Linked DNA regions of Mus musculus: all the other regions are linked to region 4. Evidence: chromatin contacts called from public Hi-C and HiChIP or PLAC-seq data. All regions are on one chromosome and are shown on one strand. The core of a region is the stretch at or near the end of the contact, and the rest is flanking DNA. Distances in the headings are between cores, read along the strand shown.

Region 1 (4,436 bases), core at 304-2,803, 320 kb before region 4:
AAAACTGTTTGATTCAACCAAATGTGCCCATCAGGTGGACAGAAGTCCTGTAATGCCTCTTACTGGCACATGCATGCTTACCTGTGGAATTCTGCATGGAAACCTTGGGAGCTACAACAGGGAGTGCTCAAGACATGCACTAATCCCCTCAACATGTCACTACATCTGCATTCATTTGCCTCCTACAGAAAAGGACAACCCTCTCTGGCCCAGTAATTTGTGGCTTGCTGTGTACCTAAGACTGTCATTTAGTCCATCAGGAAAATTTTCCTCCCTCTAATACACATTGCCTTTTGTTTATTCTGCCTCCATTTTTCTCTTCTTACCCCACTCTGCCCCAATTAGATGACTCCCACCACTGGCACATAGTCCACTTCCCAAGGGCTTGTTAGGTGAAGGGGCATTGGGATATGGAAGAAGGATACAGTTCTTCCTCTTCCCCCTCATTCAGGAAATGCTTGTCATCTATCCTCCCTCTTTGCAGTGCCAAAGTTCATTGGTGGCATGGATGAGTAAACATAAGAGCCAATCACCAGTGAAGCAGGTATGATCTTCTTCAACAGACTTCTGTGGAAACATGAATGCCTACCAGTGAAAGTTCAAGAAGACTCTAGGCTGCTGCCACAAAAATATTCCTAATATGCACATTACTGTTGATCAGGAAAGTTAGGGACACCTGTCCCCTCATTCATGGTGGAACTTTTATTGCTGAGTGCTGACTGACAGACAAATCACAGGAACACATTTAGTGCATGCTATCAAAAGCAAGCCTCACTAATGATTCAGTGATATAGAAACTCAGAGAATGAGAACCAGTATGCCCTCTGCTATTACCCAGTACCTGCATGGGAGTGGTATAATGACTACTCACTTCTTAGCATTTCCCCATCTCTCAATAAACTCACTTGTAGACAGCAACTGGAGGCTGCCCAACAATACCCTGTTGTTTATATAGAAAATGTGCATGCTTCTAAGCTGCACATCCCTATTCAGCTGGCTCATCACTTTTCAAGATCTGTCCAGTATAAGCAAACACCAGCCCACAACATGAGATTGATTTGCTGAATGATGTATGATAATCAGGAAAGGACATTGACTGAAGCCAATGGAATCATGGCAAGAAGTGTCCTACCCTGTCCATGGCATCAAGAAACAGGCAAAAAGCTGCTGCTTTTCTATTCCTTTTGTGGGTGCACATTTAGAAAACATCAGGTGGCTGGTAAGACAAGCTGGCCTCTAGGCTGTTAGCAGGGCACAGGAGGTGGAATGGAGCAGCAGGATGTGAAGCAGGCCAGGGCCTGTAGCAAGTCCCAGGTATGTGCTGAGAGGCAGGCACTGGCCCGCAGCAGGTGCAACACAGCCAGTGCCCAGCGGCCTCAGGAAAGGAAAACCTGCAGGTGCAGTCAGGACATGCCCTGAGCCTCCCCAGCCACGCGATTTTTTGAATAGCTGTCCTATCCTCATTGTCTGTCTGCAAGATTATGGTTTGCAGTGGGAGGAGATGCAAGAGAAGGAGTGGCTTGGTGGAGTCTCCAGTTCTAGAGGCTTTGATGACACACAGGCTGCTGCAGAAATTCAGGATGTCTGAGGGGGTAGAGCAGCCTGGAGGTCTGAGGGTGAGTATGTGTTAGATAACTGTGCTGAAGAAGGGGTGACCGTGGATATGCTGGCAAGCCTCCAGGCGACCCCTTGTCACCAGGGAGAATACTTCTCTTTCATGACATCATAGACGTTTGCTTTCCAAAAAGGGCTTTGATCCCAGGCCAATGTCTAGTATGTCTCTCATTGGCTTTGTGAGAAAGTGGAAAACAGCACTCAAACAAGCAAAGCTTTCAAAAATAGATGTAAACTTGCACATCCTCATCAGGGTGGCTTCTTGTTCTGAAGACTTCAGTAGCACTGAATGGGGGACAGGGCATGGGATCTCTGGGGGAAGCTCTGTGTCGCACTCTTGCTTTACTTTCTATTTTCTTCTTTTATTTTCCTTCTCTCAAAAAGAGATACATGAAAGCATATCCAGCCCTATTCAGTGCTGTTTCCTGTGGTCTGACACAGAGGAGATGGTCTGTATTTGCTGAAGAGCAGAGCAGAGCAGGCTTGGATCCTGAAGCATATCAAGATGGAAAAGATCACTCCATATCAGATCTCAGTTGAGTTCTTGTGTTCAGGCTATACTATGTTGATTCTCAGGAAAGCTGATGGGACGTGACTTTGAACACAACATAAATCAAGGGGCCAGATCTGTTCCTCAAAGTGTCACCCCATGCATCCCTGAAGGCCTGTGACATAGCACATGGGATCAACAAAAGGAATCAGAGGTTTTACTCCATCCACAACTCCATGGCTTTAAGGAGCTTCCTGTTCACTTGGGACATCAGAATTTGAAATACTCCTGAGAAAGCCTAAGAGGTCAACCCTGGACTGTACTGTGTCTAAAACTGGAATACACATTCCTTTTCCTGGAGGAAGAGCCAATTTGATGTCTGTCTTCAGGCACTATGTGTCTGGGTAAGTTAATCCAAGAGAGCCCAACTTTCTGAAAGGAAGACACCTAACCATACTACAAATGACAGGACATTTAGTTTGTTGTAAATATGTACCGGACATAGTGCCACAAGCTACAACAGTCAACTAAGAAATAACTGTAAGACTGCCTCACGGAAACTGACCAAGGGGTCACACAAGAATGAGCTGATTCTCTCAGTTCTTACTATAGCACAAGAGCGAGGGTTTTCAAAACTCCTTGCTGATCACACATTCTCAGCTAAAGAGAATTCTAGTACTCCAATCAACCGGTTGTAAAATTGCATGATTAAAGTGACTTAGGCTGAGACAGTTTTTCCTTCTTTAGAAATTTTACATACAGGTGGTGCTGCAGTCTTGGAAAGGGTGTCAGAGCAGGCTGATGCTTCTGAAAGGTGGCTAGCTACCCACTTCTGTGACATCCTGAGAAGCTTCTAGGGTTTTACTTCTTTCAGCTCACTTCAGCCATTACATTTGAACATTTGGCCTCACCACACATCAATATATCTTATACCTCCTTAAAATGGGCTTCCTTCTGCCCACAAAACTCCAACTTTACCTCTTCATCAAATCTCTCTTCCTTTATGATAACATCTTGATCTCTGCTAAGAAGGCAGAAGTCCCCTGCCCAAGCATTTCTTCCACATTAAAAAGTTTTACACTACTTATCTATGAATATTGCTAAGATCCCAGATACAATCACCTTATTGTCTAGTATATGATAATCACTATTCAAGGGACATCAATAACAAGTATGCCCAAACCAAACTCAGACTTTAGAGGCTCTGAAGAACCACAGGACACCTTTGGATTTCAGCTGCCCTTACCATGTAAGGAATAGACATCCACAGAGATAATCTATTGTGTACTGACTTCATAGTGTACAATGCAAAGCTAGTGTGACATGAACTGGAGGCATTTCTTTTTATTTCAGTCTTGGGTTTTTAAACCTTGATCATGATTTCTTGGATTCTATGTCTCAAACTCAGTCTCCCTTGCCATTGTCTTCTTGTCATACTCTCAAGTCCAAGAGCCCAACATTTCTTTCTTCCATCTTTTTGGCATTCTTTGCCCTTCTGTTCCTCCCTCCGTATGATTAACACCATGCATCAGGGGCTCCTGGAGTTACACTCATTAGGAAAAAGAAACTCATTTTTACTGCTATAAGGAAAATATACCATTTAATAATGACAATAATAATAATAATAATAATAATAATATATTAGTAATGTAATTCGTAAGGCCAGAATTTCTAGTAAGACAGGACAATTATTTTGTAGGATCATCTTGGTCATCATGTGTCTTAGGTACGATTTTACTGCTGTGAACAGACACCATGACCAAGGCAACTCTATAAAGACAACAATTAATTGGTGCTGGCTTACAGGTTCAGAGTTTAGTCCATTATCATCAAGGCAGGAACACAGCAGCATCCTGGCAGGCAGCTGGAGCTGAGAGTTCTACATGTTCATCTGAAGGCTGCTAGCAGAATACTTGCTTCCAGGCAGCTAGGATGAGGGTCTTAAAGCCCACACCCACAGTGACACACCTACTCTAACAGTGCCAAACCTTCTAACAGTGCCACTCCCTGGGTGGACCGAGCATATACAAACCATCACACTATGTAACCTAGTTTCCTAAAAGTAATGGTTCTAGGGCTTCATTATGAGTCCAAAGCTGTCAAGGTTAGAAAAGACATGCCTCACTCCATGTAAACTGCAATGTCTTTATTACTTGTGTGACATTTTAATACTTTGCAGATTACTTTTATATCCATGACTTCATTTGATCTTTACAGTCAGCCTGGTGGTAGACAGAGCAGGTATAGTGACTAACAAATGAATGGACCTAGGTCCAGAGAGGTCAGCAGACCTTAGCTCCAGAGTCAACAAAAGAGAAGCAAATGTGGCAAA
Region 2 (4,935 bases), core at 1,980-4,479, 370 kb before region 4:
CACTTATGGTCACTTGATCTTTGACAAGGGAGCTAAAACCATCCAGTGGAAAAAAGACAGCATTTTCAACAAATGGTGCTGGCACAACTGGCGGTTATCATGTAGAAGAATGTGAATTGATCCATTCCTATCTCCTTGTACTAAGGTCAAATCTAAGTGGATTAAGGAACTCCACATAAAACCAGAGACACTGAAACTTATAGAGGAGCAATTAGAGAAAAGCCTCTAAGATATGGGTACAGGGGAAAAATTCCTGAATAGAACAGCAATGGCTTGTGCTGTAAGACCGAGAATTGACAAATGGGACCTCATAAAGTTGCAAAGTTTCTGCAAGGCAAAAGACACCGTCAATAAGACAAAAAGACCACCAACAGATTCAGAAAGGAGCTTTACCTATCCTAAATCAGATAGGGGACTAATATCCAATATATATAAAGAACTCAAGAAGGTGGACTCAAAAAAATGAAATAACCCCATTAAAAAATGGGGCTCAGAGCTGAACAAAGAATTCTCACATGAGGAATACCGAATGGCAGAGAAGCACCTGAAAAAATGTTCAACATCCTTAATCACCAGGGAAATGCAAATCAAAACAAACCTGAGATTCCACTTCACTCCAGTCAGAATGGCTAAGATCAAGAATTCAGGTGACAGCAGATGCTAGTGAGGATGTGGAGAAAGAGGAACACTCCTACAATGTTGGTGGGATTGCAGGCTTGTACAACCACTCTGGAAATCAGTCTGGCGGTTCCTCAGAAAATTGGACATAGTACTACCGGAGGATCCAGCAATACCTCTCCTGGGCATTTATCCAGAAGATGCCCCAACTGGTAAGAAGGACACATGCTCCACTATGTTCATAGCAGCCTTATTTATAATAGCCAGAAGCTGGAAAGAACCCAGATGCCCCTCAACAGAGGAATGGATACAGAAAATGTGGTACATTTACACAATGGAGTAGTACTCAGATATTAAAAAGAATGAATTTATGAAGTTCCTAGGCAAATGGTTGGTCCTGGAGGGCATCATCCTGAGTGAGGTAACCCAATCACAAAAGAACTCAAATGATATGTACTCACTGATAAGTGGATATTAGTCCAGGAACTTAGAATACCCAAGATATAAATTACAATTTGCAAAACACATGAAACCCAAGAAGAACGAAGACCAGTGTTGACACTTTGCCCCTTCTTAGCATTTGGAACAAAACACCCATGGAAGGAGTTACAGAGACAAGGTTTGGAGCTGTTACGAAAGGATGGACCATCTAGAGACTGCCATATCCAGGGATCCACCCCATAATCAGCCTCCAAACGCTGACACCATTGCATACACTACCAAGATTTTGCTGAAAGGACCCAGATATAGTTGTCTCTTGTGAGACTATGCCGGGGCCTAGCAAACACAGAAGTGGATGCTCACAGTCATCTATTGGATGGATCACAGAGCCCCCAATGGAGGAGCTAGAGAAAGCACCCAAGGAGCTAAAGGGATCTGCAACCCTAAAGGTGGAACAACAATATGAACTAACCAGTACCCCCTGCCCCCACCGAGCTTGTGTCTCTAGCTGCATATGAATCAGAAAATGGCCTAGTTGGCCATCAGTGGAAAGAGAGTCCCATTGGTCATGCAAACTTTATATGCCTAAGTACAGGGGAACGACAGGGCCAAGAAGTGGGAGTGGGTAGGTGGGGGAGTTGGTGGGGGAGCGGGTGGGGGACTTTTGGGATAGCATTGGAAATGTAAATGAAATAAATACCTAATTAAAAAAAAAGAAAAAAAAAGAAATGGTACTTTGGGGATATTGGCAATGCAGAAATATCAAATGTTCACCAACTGAGAGCGCCTTGAAGCATGGTGATTTGAAGACAGGACTCCAAAGAGGAGGAACAGACTAAGGTGTCAGAGTGTTCAGAGTCGACTTCATTCCCAAGTTTATACTGAATGCTGAGAAGAGTTCTAAGTTCCTGCTGTTCTTAGAACTCTGTGGGCTCTGTGGGCAATTGCAGAGTGGGTACAGAGTTGGGGGCTGGGAGCCGGATCAGGAGTCTTTCACCTCTGATCTTTTCACATCCATGGAGTCCATGTGTGCTTGACTCCAGTGTTCAGTTTTGTCCTCTCCACTCTAATCCACTCCATTTTTCATAAACGAGAGTCAGAAGAGTTAGAAACCCCTAATTTCAACTAGACTATTAATGACTGACATTTTCAAAACCCAGAAATATGACTGGTAGCAAGAAGGACCAATAAGTCCCAGCAATTCTTCTGTATCCACCCCTCACAGTATTGGAGTTACATGCCTGGCATTTTTACATAGGTCCTGGAATCTGAACTCAGATTCATGTTTATTCAGCAAGTGCTCTTAGCCCCTAAGCATGTTCTCTCCACTCTAACCCACACCATCTCTCATAAACTGAGAGTCAGAGGAGTCAGAAGACCCTAATTTTAAATAGACTATTAAAGACTTAGACATCCTCACAACCTAGAAATATGGCTGGCATCAAGAAGGAGCAGTAGAGGTGGTAGAGTTCTCCATGCAGATAATAAGGGCAACTCTTACTGGTTAAACCCGGTAATCGAAGAAGGACAAGGTGTGTGTGTATTCACAGATCTTCCTAAAAGCTCCAAACACCATAAAACTAGCCCCAGAGTAACATTCAGACACTAGCTTTTATAACTCTTTATTACTCACACCTTTCTTCCATCCTCAGTTCTGCAGATGCATTCCACTCCCATGAGCATGAGCCTCTGCAGCTTAGGATGACTAAGGACCAATGGCCTTCACCACCTATTGTGTGTATCTTGCACTCTCCTATGCCCTCCTAGGACCCCATTGCTAACATCCAGAAGTATGTCTATTTAGTGAATCTAAACCCAACAAAGTTGGCAGTGGTTATAAGTCTCAGAGTTGAAGTTAATATGGAGATATCCATATTCACAGAAACTATAATAGGATGGCCTTATCCTGACCATATGCAGTAGTCTTTGATGTGGCCTTTGGAGCCATATCTCCGCAGTTGCATAGTGTAAAATAGGATTTTTATCTTTAAATAATATCTACAAGTGTTCTAAAAATGAAAAGACAGTTACAAGTAGCAAGTCAAAGCTAAATTCTTGCTATGTATTTTGTTTCTAAAACCATGAGAAAAATGGAAAATGCTTTTAAGAGTTCCTGTGGTTAATGTGGTCAATGGTTTAGGCACATCTTAGTTTTCTGACGAAAGAGCAAAAAAATGTGCAGTCAAAGCTCAGAGGACATAGTAGTACTCAAATATGTTTTCTCTGTCTTCTCCTAGATGATGATGACATAAACTTTTGACTTTGTAAAGTCAGGAGCAAAACACAGATGGAAAAGGAAGAGGCCTTCTTACATAAAAAATGGACTTACTTAAGCACCATTCTTTAGGTAAGGTGTCTGCCTCTGGCTCCTAGGGGACCTGTGACTACTCACACCAGGTCTTGAAGGAGTCATGTCGGGCAGCAGAAGGTGGGACAAGTTATGTATTATCAGACCCTGTATCATCAGAGAAAAACTTGTCCCCACCTACTTGCCTACCAAGTCATCAAGCCATTAAAGGCTGAAAAGAAAGTGAAATATGACTCATTCAAGCTGAATATAACTCATACAGGGGATTGCCTGGTGTTCAGGGTGATGCCATTTACTGTAACCTGTTGGGACTAGGCCTGTCTGTCAGGCAGCTGTCTACCTTTGCCTTGGACAGGCATCAAGGAGACATGCCAGGCACACTCCAGCTTCATCTGCCACAGGGTGACTCAGACTTTTTTACCTGAGCCTCACCCTCTGACCCCTCCCAGCCCCTGTGCTCTGCTTCTTCACAACTCAGAATGCAAACAACTTGCTTAGAGCAAAGACAGGAGCAGGGGCAGGAAGGACAGCAAACAAAGGGAGGGGAAGACCAGGTACCAGGTAGTCTGAGAATTCTTAGAGCCATTCTTAGAGTATGTAAATATTTCTGTTATATGCCCTCAAGTCTAAATCACATGTCAAAAAAGGAAACAAATTTCTTCCCTTCTCCCTCTTCCTCTTCCCTTTTTTATTTTCCTTTCCCTTCTTCCTTTTTCTGGTATTTTCTTAGTGAATACTGGATGAGTGCTTACAGTATGCTTTTTCAACAACAAACTCTGAGCCAATTCTCAGGACGCATGAAAGCAGCCACTACACTGCAATGTGATGGCAATGTGAAGGGCAGTCAACCCTATGTGAGAAAAGAAGTGGTCCAGGACAGTGTCCTGAGATCTGAACCTACACAGACTGAGCACATAGCTGAGTAACTGTGTTTAGTAAATGAGGAAAAGAATAACAGAGTATGAAAAGAAGCCGAGTGTGTTCTTTGCACAACCACTGATCTAGGTATGGAGGTGTGGCAGGAAACAAAGTAAATCTTACCTTCAGCTTAAGTGGCTTTGACAGACATGGTACTTGGAGTCACTTTACAACTACCACAGAAATTAATTCTCAGAGCTGCTAGAAGTGGAATCATGAAGTATATTTTATTTAAGGTCTAACTTCATCATCATGCCTTTGAAGTCTTATTTTATGACTAACAATTTTTTATTCATTATACTTAGCTAAAATCTGGCTTATTTCCAAAATTTTATTTTATTTTATTTTTTCTCTTATGGATAAAATTACTAAGCATATTCTTATTCTGGAATTTTTATTTTTTCATTACTCTTGAGATGTACAATGATTGTTTTGAAGCAACTGTGCATTTATCTCATAAGAAGCTTTCATTGTTTTGTGAAGCCCTTGGACTGCTTTATACGCCCATCATCCTTCTTAACTTTGTCATATGCTAGTGGTACAGAATGGTGGCTTCTTGTTCTCTTGTTACAATTTTCTGCAATCATAGGGTTTTTACATTTGCATGCCATTTTTGGACTCTATAGTAAAATTTATTTGTTTGCTCTTTC
Region 3 (5,032 bases), core at 352-2,851, 350 kb before region 4:
GCACCAAGTACAGACAGCGATGAGGAGACACTAGGCTGTGGCCTCACAATGTTCAGACTCTCTGGAAAGCAATCTCACAATTTCTAAATTGCAATCATACAGCTGCCATATGTACTAGCAATCCTAGGTGCTCATTCCAGAGAACTTAACTCTCATTCATATGAGAAATGGTCTATAGTATCTTCCCTGTTAAGAGCTTAAAACTGAAGGCTGAAGGTCTTCAGTGCATGGGTGTATAAACAGAATATGGCACATATAAATCATGGAATACTATTCAGCAATAAAAAGGCAAAATTTCCTGGATGGATTTGCAGAAAATTATACTGATGGAAAGGACTCTCAGTAGGTTATATTCTGTGTGGCTGATGTCTTATTACCATTTCAAAATTATAAAATTAGACAATTATAAATTTGAGTGATTTCAAGAGACTAGGGAAGGGTTTTCAATAGAAGAACTAGGTGTGGCTGCAAACTGACCACTTGAAGGATTCCGCATCATGGAAAAATTCTCCAATTTGTCTCCATGGCAACTTCTGGGCTGTTATGTCAGTCTATGTAGTTTGGAAAGTTGTTACTGTTAGCATTTTATCTAGGCTCCGCCCCATAGTTACCTGGCAACAGCCAGGTGTGCCTGACTCACTATAAAAGGGGCTGCTTGCCCCCTCCTTTCTCTCTCTTGCCTTCTTGCTTCTGCTCTGTCCTCTTGTCCCTTACCCTCTTTCTCCCCATTCCCTTCCCCCTCTCTCTCCATGTGCTCATGGCCAATCTCTACTCCTCTCTTTCTCCTCTTCCTCCTCCTCCTCCTCCCCTCCTCCTCTTCCTTCTCCTCCTCCTTCCTCTCTTCTCTCTCTCTCTCTCTCTCTCTCTCTCTCTCTCTCTCTCTCTCTCTGCCTTTCTCTGCCTCTACAACCCTCGCAACTCCCCTCCTTATGCCCTAAATAAACTCTATTTTATACAAAACAACAAAAAGAGTATGTATCTTTAATTAACGAACTTAAAATATGACATTGGCCTTTTGCAAATTTGACTGAAAACTCCCACTCCAAAGAAGGAGGGGGGAGAGACAGAGAGAGAGACAGAGAGAGACAGAGACACAGAGAGATCTACTTTCTGAGTAACACAGTTCAAACCGTAATTGTTCAGATTCCCTTCTGATAATTGCTTTAATTACACACCTATTTCCCTCCAGCATCCCCACAGATCTTGAAAACCTGAATCGCTCTTGTGCTCATCATACAAAACATCTATCCAGCTTGCACACCTTACTCTTCTGATTATGATGTAGTCTTGAGGGGCTGTGAACAGAAATGATGGTGTGACAAGTGAAAATAGAAATTTCCAACATGGCAAACAATACAGTCTGCAAAGTGTCAGGCTGAAACGCTGCAACTGGGACTAAATGCAGGCACAGTGTCTGTGCTGGGCAGTCAGGACTGGCAGGCTTTACTGAGCTGACCAAGAGGCCCCCTGACAGGAGCCAATCAGTGTCCCACCCAGCCGTTGCCATGGCTGCTCTATGTACAGAGGCCGCTTTCACCTGAGGCGTTGCCATGGCCACACTGTCTGTTAGGGCCGCAAATGCGCAAATGCGCAAATGCGCAGAGCCAAGCTGGCTGCACCAAGCTCCCTCAGCCTGGGGCTCCGGAGCCGGAGCGTCCTGGCACTCTGCTCCAGATGACACTCTAAGATCTAATATTATTAACACCCATCATGAACAGAAAGAAGCTGCAGAAGTTGACGGACACCTTAACTAAAAATTGCAAGCACTGTAAGTAAGAACTGAATGCAAGAGTTCCTATGACTTCTGGGCCAGATCTCTTTCTACCCAGTCTCTACTTCCTGCTTCCACCAGTAATGGCCCCTCCACGCTCCTCCTCAAGAGGATCGGAAAGAGAATCCCTTTGTGGAGTTCCAACTCCTTGGGAGGCATCCATCCTACCCTTTTATAACTGGGACAAGTTCCAAGCTGCCCGAGCTCCCTCATAGACATTCACTAAATTCAAAGATCTCTTTATTTGCTTTTAAGTTAGAGAAGCAATATGGTGTGTATCTGGGAGGCATGTGGCTTCAGCTTTAGACAGGTTGAAAAGGATGCCCCAGAAAAACACCAGAATCAAGAAAGCAGCAGAGCCTTTACTTACTTTCTGGCTCTTTCTAGAGAGGAAAAAACAAAAACAACAAAAGAAAACAAAACGCTCTGAGGTCTAAGCTCTGGAAGTGTGATAAGAGATCCATAAAGAAAACAGTCGTGCATGCATCCTGAACACTTTTAAGAAAGAGACTTGCGGTGGTACAGACACTGTCTTCCGTAGAGGCATTTCATTGAAAAGTATATTGCTCAGCAAATCTAAGACGGTAAAGAATCTGTTCCCAGTTTTAGATGCTCAATTTCCAATTCCCAATCAGGTCCATAGGTAAAGGAGATCTTGCAGGTGACCACACATGAGAGCATTGTACTCAGACAGAAAAACAGCTGTTCTTGAGCTGAGAAGCAGTGTGTGGATCATTGAGATGAGGGCAGTATTGTTTGATGTGTGAATTTAGAAGCTATGTGATGGTCGAAGAGATACTGGTCACAATGAAAATGGAGAGGTCACATCTTCAAACCAGCTCCATTGTGTGAAGGTGTGGATGTGAACTTCTAATGTAGCTCTGGAGGTTTCTGGCCTAGCACCTTTATATCATTTGTATCTGATACAATGTGTGAGAATTGATGTCACGGGGGTAGTGCCCCAACTGAAAACTATGATATACTATTATACTGTGAGCATCTTAAAATTCTCAGAAAATGGCAGTCATTTAAGGTGTTTATAAATTTGATAAGAAATTGTGTTCTTTTGTGGTTTTCCTGAAATGCTTCCATTTCTGGGAGAATATATGCTATTTTGAAAATGAGTAAAAACATTTCCAATGAATACTCACAACATTAATAACTGGCACACACAATGTTTATTTGATTAAGTCTGCTTCATAAGTACACAATTCTTCACTAACAGTGACAACAACTCAAAAATAATGAAGTAAGGGTGTTTTCCCTATTTCCAAGAGCCATACACCGTCTAATACAAAATTCAATGCCAGGCTTGAGAAACCTCCAGTTGAGTTATTGACTAGGGGAATACAAGAGATTCCCAAGACAATATGGGCCTCAGCTGTTCCCTTTGTCTTCCAGAGCTTGAAAGTGAGATCCTATTGCTGAAGATGTCATACACTCAAGAGACAGAATTCCTAGAAATTGAGCTGGAGCTGGCCTGGAAACCTCCCTGAGGCCTAGCTCTTATATCTTAAAGTGTTGTGCAAGCGGCCAAGGGAGAGGAGCAACCAATCAGTGGACCTAGCCAGAGAAAGGCCCATGAGCCAGGAAAATGACTGGACAGGCACACGATCCACAGTGGTGGCACTTTTATCTTTCAAGTAACCACCAGCTGTTTAATTGGACATAGTAGGAGAGGCCTCATGTCTGGTACTATAAACCTAGCCAACTAACCATGGCTGGAAGGATCATGAACCTTAGACTAGAACCTACAATTGCCATTTTCCTAAACCAGTATAATTTCTAACTATATTCTAAATAATTACTCTTGTAGCCACAAATAAGTAGTTCTCACTCTGCATCAAGTAAGTCTCTTTTTTCAACAGTTAGTGACTATTTCAAAGATCTACAATGTGTCATGATACAAAGAATAAGGGACCATGAGGTACCTAAGCCCAATTGATAGATGTACAACACATCTATCAATCTCTGAGTCTTATTTCTAAGACTCAGAAAAAAATCAAAGAAGAGGGAGAAGAAAGATTTTAAGAGTCAGGAAACCAGGATGCTACTAGATAGCATTCCTAGACATGACCAGGAAAATGCCCTCTACTTAGTCTGGCTAAGGGTTTATCTATCTTGTTGACTTTCTCAAAGAATCAGCTTCTAGTTTTGTTGATTCTTTGCATAGTTCTTTTTATTTCTACTTGGTTGATTTCAGCCCTGAGTTTGATTATTCACTGCCTTCTACTCCTCTGGGTGTATTTGCTTCTTTTTTGTTCTACAGCTTTCATTTGTGCTTTCAAGCTGCTAGTGTTTGCTCTCTCCAGTTTCTTTTTGGAGGCACTCAGAGCTATGAGTTTTCTTCTTAGCACTGCTTTCATTGTGTCCCATATGTTTGGGTATGTTGTGGCTTCATTTTCATTAAAATCTAAAAAGTCTTCAATTTCTTTCTTTATTTCTTCCTTGACCGAGTTACCATTGAGTAGAGTGTTTTTCAGCCTCCACATGTATTGTGGGCTTTCTATCTATTCTTTTTGTTGTTATTGAAGACCAGCCTGAGTTTGTGATGATCTAATAGGATGCATGGGATTATGTCAATCTTCTTGTATCTGTTGAGGCCTATTTTGTGACTGATTATGTGGTCAGTTTTGGAGAAGGTACCATGAAGTGCTGAGAAGAAGGTGTACTCTTTAGTTTTAGGATAAAATGCTCTATAGATATTTGTTTCATAACTTCTGTTACATTCACAGTGTCTCTGTTTAGTTTCTGTTTCCATGATCTGTCCATTGATGAGACTGGTGCATTGAAATATCCCACTGTTATTGTGTGAGGTGCAATGTGTGCTTTAGGCTTTAGCAAAGTTTCTTTTATAAATGTGGGTGCCCTTGCATTTGGAGCATATATGTTCAGAATTGAGAGTTCATCTTGGTAGATTTTACCTTTGATGAGTATGAATTGTAACTCCTTATCTTTTTTGATAAGTTTAGATTGAAAGTCGATTTTATTTGATATTAGAGTGGCTACTCCAGCTTGTTTCTTCAGACCATTTGCTTGGAAAATTGTTTTCCAGCCTTTTACTCTGAGGTAGTATCTGTCTTTGTCCCTGAGGTATGTTTCCTGAATGCAGCAAAATGTTGAGTCTTGTTTATGTATCCAGTCTTTTATTCTATGTCTTTTTATTGGGGAACTGAGCCCACTGATATTAAGAGATACTAAGGAAAAGTAATTGTTCTTCCTATTACTTTTATTGTTAAAGGTGGTGTTACATTTATGTGG
Region 4 (4,841 bases), core at 2,020-4,519:
TTTTCAAAAAAAAATCAGATAGAACACATATGCAAGGAAAATCAGGCCTCAGAGTCCCTAGAGAGACACTGATGTCAGATAATAGCTTCACCAGTAAATGAGACCTTCTAGTCACCCCCTCCTTCTCTGCAGAGAAAAAAAATTAAAAAGAATGTTCTCATTCCCCAAGTCAGGCCTCAGTGCTGATTCAGAGCTGCAAAGGAGCAGAGGCAGGAAACACTTTCTACCAGACATATGATTAAAGAGTTTATGTAAGTCTGGGTGGACTTTCAATATCTGGAAGGGTAAAGCTGTGGATTTTGGATATTCCATCCAAAGAAGAATTATTAGCTAGATTTGTTTTTCTGTTTTAAATTAGACAATTTTCTGCTTCCTTGAGTGGAGTTTGTTCACTGTATGAGTAGCATGTATAATTGTAAAGTGAACAAGGGGAGATGTAGGACAGGTTTAAAGAAAAATTTAAAAAATTAGGATATAAGTTAAAATTTTAGCATCACAATATATCTACTTAGGTTGAAAATATGTTCTCTTGGTTCTGACTTCCCTGCCACACAATGTAATGTAAGCGGCTAAAAAATGCCCATAGCATCTGTAGCCCCTTTTTAGAATGCCACCCCTTTACTGTTAGGCCTTGGACTTTACAATGCCTAATTCTTAAGCCTGGAAAAGGGCATGCCCTGGGTGGGGCATACATGGAAAACCATGTGTTCCTCCAAGGTTTCTTTAAACTTGGTTCCAAGGATGCATCACTGTACTGGCTAGTTTTGTGTCAACTTGACACAGCTGGAGTTATCACAGAGAAAGAAGCTTCAGTTGAGGAAATGCCTCCATGAGATCCAACTGTAAGGCATTTTCTCAATTAGTGATCAAGGGGGAAAGGCCCCTTGTGAGTGGGACCATCTCTGGGCTGGTAGTCTTGGGTTCTATAAGAGAGCAGGCTGAGCAAGCCAGGAAAAGTAAGCCAGTAAAGAACATCCCTCCATGGCCTCTGCATCAGCTCCTGCTTCCTGACCTGTTTGAGTTCCAATCCTGACTTCCTTGTTGATGAACAGCAGTATGGAAGTATAAGCCAAATAAACCCTTTCCTCCCCAACTTGCTTCTTGGTCATGATGTTTGTGCAGGAATAGAAACCCTGACTAAGTCAATCACCAACTTGAATATCTGAGCTATGATCTGTGTGTGAAACATCCCACTCTAAAATCCACCACAAAATTAAGAAGCAAGGAGAAGAAAGCCCATAGCTCATGGAAAACTAGTTATGTTGCTTCTACTCTTGCTTACATATCTCAGGCTCCATGCTGGGCTATGGCATACACAGTAACACAGTAATATCCATTCCTTTTCTTCCCAAACTGAGTTTTGTCAGGTTCAGTTTTTGCTACACATTGCAGTTCATGTGTTTCTGGTGATAAAAGTGAAATAATTGATCTTATTAACTGATACAGAAACTGCCCCATAAGTTTATTGTGAAGCAGCAGAGGAAGATGGAGGAATAAATGTGGCATAGAATTTTTACTCTGTGGTTTTCATTTCCATAAACCTTAGATCCCAAGAATGCATGAGATATTTACATAAATCTTTCCACAGTTCCTGTGGCCTTTGGAAGCATAGCATTTGCATGACTTCACTACTGTGGCTGGTGTTCTCATTCTCAACAGCTTTGCTTGTATCAGGGAGGAGCCCTCACCCAGGCCCAGGCGTGTGCTCATGTGCATGGGGGGAGGGGAAAGATTTGTTACTTATCTTTCTCTTCCCTCATTCACCTTTTCGTAGCAAACTAAACCTTTTTTTCTACATTATAATGTGGTCATCTCTTCCTTGTAACTCCCCACTCCTTCCTAGGTCACTTATTTGGGGATGATGAAGAGGACACTAGCCAATAGAACCAAGGTTTCATCTGTCTTTGCCATGAGGACACTCAAGGATGATTTGACCCAGATGAGACAATTGTGAGTCAGTTAACAGTGACATAAATGAGATCCATATTTCTCCAGTAAGTCATATTTTTGTAACTGCCACAGTTTCTCCACTGGCTGGAACATTGGGGCATCTAGAGGTGTCCCCAGAGAAGTGCAGCCTTAGCACTAGGTCCTCCTGAGCCTGGGCTTGCTTGTATGAAGCTATGTGGGAAAGTGGAGTATCATCTCTGTCCTACATAAAGAAAAGGGTATAGCATTTATCATGGGCTCCAAGCCATGTGACACCTTTCTGAGACACAAATGAGCCACCGGCTATCAGACCCTCTCCTTGGTATCTTTCTCACATTCATATCTTTTTTCTTATTACTACAATTTTTATATTACCATCCACAAAATAAACTGATGTTATAATAATGCTGAGAATGAAAGTGATATAGTGGGTAAGTGTATAGACTTTTAGGAACAGAACTTATGTGGCAGGACAGATCTAGTCATTTTATCAACCTCACTCACTGCCTTTTCTTCTCCATGAGAAGCAGAGCACTTTAAAAGGAACACTAAATAGATCAGCGTAGCTCTGTATTTAAATCTTCTCTTCACTGTTTTGTTTTATTTTTATAAGAAGTTGTGCTCAGAACCTCCAACTGCTCCGTGCATCCGTTGCCTTATTAGGAATGGGAGTAGGGGGTGCTGCCAGCACCTTACAAGTAGTCTGTGAGGGTGGCATGTAATTGTGAGCAGTGCGTATGGGGCCTGGGTGGATCTCACAATGCTGGCAGAACCTGAGAGTAGTACCCCCCTAATGCAGGCAAACCCTGCTACCCTTCACATCTGTAAAGAGCAACCTGCAAAACATGCACTGGGTGTCATGTGCATACACAGCAGCCAGGCCAGCCTAGAGCGCTGAATGGAAGAGACTTTCAAGCCAAGGGAAACATGAGAATGTTTAGTTTTCATCAGGGAAAATAAAAAGAACCACCAGGATTGTCTGATGACTTCACACAGCTTGGCGTGGGAGGCCTTCAGTGGCTACAGGAGTTGGGCCTGGAAGCTCTGAGCAAGGACCCAGAAGCTCTGGCATGTTTATGTCAGTGAGAGGAGAGTCTCTGCTGATCCCAGTGAAGTGCAGCAAGCTCACCAAAATGCACTGTGGCACATTTCCAGGATCTTTGCATTATACTCATGAGGGAAATCTAGTTCAGTTTATGCTCTAACCGGAGGCAAAGCTTTTGCTACAAATAAATAGTCTGGAGGAAAAGCTTTGAATTCTTCTGGTCACTTAAGGGTTGAACATGAGGTCGCCAGCAGAATTCTCCCATAAGTCAAGGCTGTGTACCACTAGGTCACCAGTGATGACCATGTGTTGATGCCTATATATAGAACCCCCGAAAGTGACACTCATCTTTCCCACAGTCTATGGGCTACAGTTCTCTTTCCTTCCTTGTCTGCCACCCTAGGCATTTGGCAAGATTCTCATTTAACTTTGAAAATCAAGGCTAGAAAACTTTAGCAGATTTAATGTATCTATAAACTTCAGAATTATGCTTTTTAGCATATAGTTTTTAGTTTCAGTAGGGGGCAAGCCGGAGAAGGAAAAACACCAAAAATGTAATTCTATTTTGAAAATTCTAAACATCTTAATGGAATAATAGCACCTAATGTAGAGCTGTATTAGAGACCCTTTTCTGTGTGATCCAACACAGTTTTTTTGTTTTGTTTTGTTTTTTGTTTTTGTTTTGGTTTTGTTTTTTTTGCAAATTTATGGTTCTTTTCTATTAAACAGATAGACAGATACATGGATGTGTACATAATATAAACATTAAATGCAGTATTACAACCAGCTTCTACAGAACTCTTCATCAACTGTAGTCTGTTTTATAATAGGAATTATATATTCTGTATGAAGGACACACAATCCAGGTATTTATTTACAAGTTGTAAGCCTAGGTTGGACAGGTTTTGAGCTATTATAACTTACATCCCAGCCACATATCCCATGTTACTTGGTGTTTCTCCTGGGCACATGCACATGGTCCATCTTTTCTCATGGCTGCCTCCTCCTCTCTTTACCTCCTCTCTTATTTCCCCTTCTCCCTTTTCTCCTACTGTGACCCCCCAGCCAGGTAACTTAAAACCCACCTATCTCTATTTCCTCCAGTAATTGGCTGTCACCAGTTTTATTTAACCAATAGTTTTAAATTAAGAAGCAAGGTTTGAACAACAAAAGCTGGTATACATGAGAATTTGCTCCTTTTGGGGTAACCAGATCTTGGGGTATAGAATTTAGTATTTGAACACAGCAGCACCAGAGCAACCCCAACGGTGTTTGGAGTTAAGTGAGGAGTGTATTAAAACAATATCATTACATACTTCAAATAACATAAAAACTTGCAGAAATCCTTGGGAATTTTCCTTTTGATAGCAATTGAGGGCATTTATTCTGCCTATCCAAGGCAGCAGCTCAGTACCAATTACTATTTGTATGTTTGTGGACTTGAAACTTAAATTTCTGCCTAATGATGGTTTTCTCCATAATTACTGGCCTCAACTGGACCCTGGCATTTGAATTTAAACAACTTGAAAGAAACTTTCATTTAAACCAACAAAGTACAAGATAATGCCCAGCAAAGCAAAACTTATAACTTTAGTGGGGAACACTGTGTGTTTCGAAATCCTCCACTGGCTCTCGCCACTACTTCTGGTCTCATGGCTATAAATCTAGCTGACTGTGTGGTCACATGGTATTTCCTCCACTATAATCTTTTTCTATTTGTGTTCAGATAAGCACAGTGATATACTTTTTTTTTCACATTTGTATTTTATTTTTTTTCCATTTTTTATTAGGTATTTAGCTCATTTACATTTCCAATGCTATACCAAAAGTCCCCCATACCCACCCACCCCCACTCCCCTACCCACCC

Evidence for each region. A called contact is a pair of places that touch in the nucleus more often than the background predicts. HiChIP or PLAC-seq counts read pairs in DNA pulled down with a chosen protein or histone mark.
Region 1: a Hi-C map of uterus shows a contact between it and region 4. The contact joins two enhancer-like sites. A contact is called at or near these places in 1 of 484 Hi-C or Micro-C datasets (uterus) and 2 of 115 datasets of contacts at active chromatin or transcription factors (astrocytes and vascular smooth muscle cells).
Region 2: an H3K27ac HiChIP or PLAC-seq map of embryonic fibroblasts shows a contact between it and region 4, with 4 times the contacts expected there. The contact joins two enhancer-like sites. A contact is called at or near these places in 1 of 484 Hi-C or Micro-C datasets (uterus) and 3 of 115 datasets of contacts at active chromatin or transcription factors (astrocytes, embryonic fibroblasts and vascular smooth muscle cells).
Region 3: a contact with region 4 is called in an H3K27ac HiChIP or PLAC-seq map of embryonic fibroblasts, with 4 times the contacts expected there. The contact joins the promoter of Efcab1 here to the enhancer-like site in region 4. A contact is called at or near these places in 1 of 39 promoter capture datasets (pre-B cells), 1 of 484 Hi-C or Micro-C datasets (uterus), 2 of 115 datasets of contacts at active chromatin or transcription factors (astrocytes and embryonic fibroblasts) and 1 of 9 other capture datasets (adipose tissue).

The regions. Positions count from the first base shown.
Region 1 is chr16:14,935,293-14,939,728 of GRCm38.p6, forward strand. It overlaps Gm33696 (a long non-coding RNA gene), which reads right to left. Exons shown (of 3, transcript XR_384708.4): 2 at 534-567. It also overlaps a transcript of Efcab1 not described here. Among named protein-coding and RNA genes, the nearest start is that of Gm33696, 3.4 kb to the right of the region's middle. Within about 2 kb of position 1,554, at least 20 of the 459 cell types and tissues checked have an H3K27ac peak or open chromatin away from gene starts, as enhancers often do. A contact at or near this core is called in uterus, where this site is marked.
Region 2 is chr16:14,881,907-14,886,841 of GRCm38.p6, forward strand. No RefSeq gene overlaps it. Among named protein-coding and RNA genes, the nearest start is that of Efcab1, 22 kb to the right of the region's middle. Within about 2 kb of position 3,230, at least 41 of the 459 cell types and tissues checked have an H3K27ac peak or open chromatin away from gene starts, as enhancers often do. A contact at or near this core is called in embryonic fibroblasts, where this site is marked.
Region 3 is chr16:14,905,045-14,910,076 of GRCm38.p6, forward strand. Efcab1 (EF-hand calcium binding domain 1) reads left to right here and starts at 1,602. Exons shown (of 6, transcript NM_025769.3): 1 at 1,602-1,768. The coding sequence starts at 1,711. All of the region lies in intron 2 of Gm33696 (a long non-coding RNA gene), which reads right to left.
Region 4 is chr16:15,250,237-15,255,077 of GRCm38.p6, forward strand. No RefSeq gene overlaps it. Among named protein-coding and RNA genes, the nearest start is that of Gm41423, 140 kb to the left of the region's middle. Within about 2 kb of position 3,270, at least 63 of the 459 cell types and tissues checked have an H3K27ac peak or open chromatin away from gene starts, as enhancers often do. A contact at or near this core is called in embryonic fibroblasts and uterus, where this site is marked.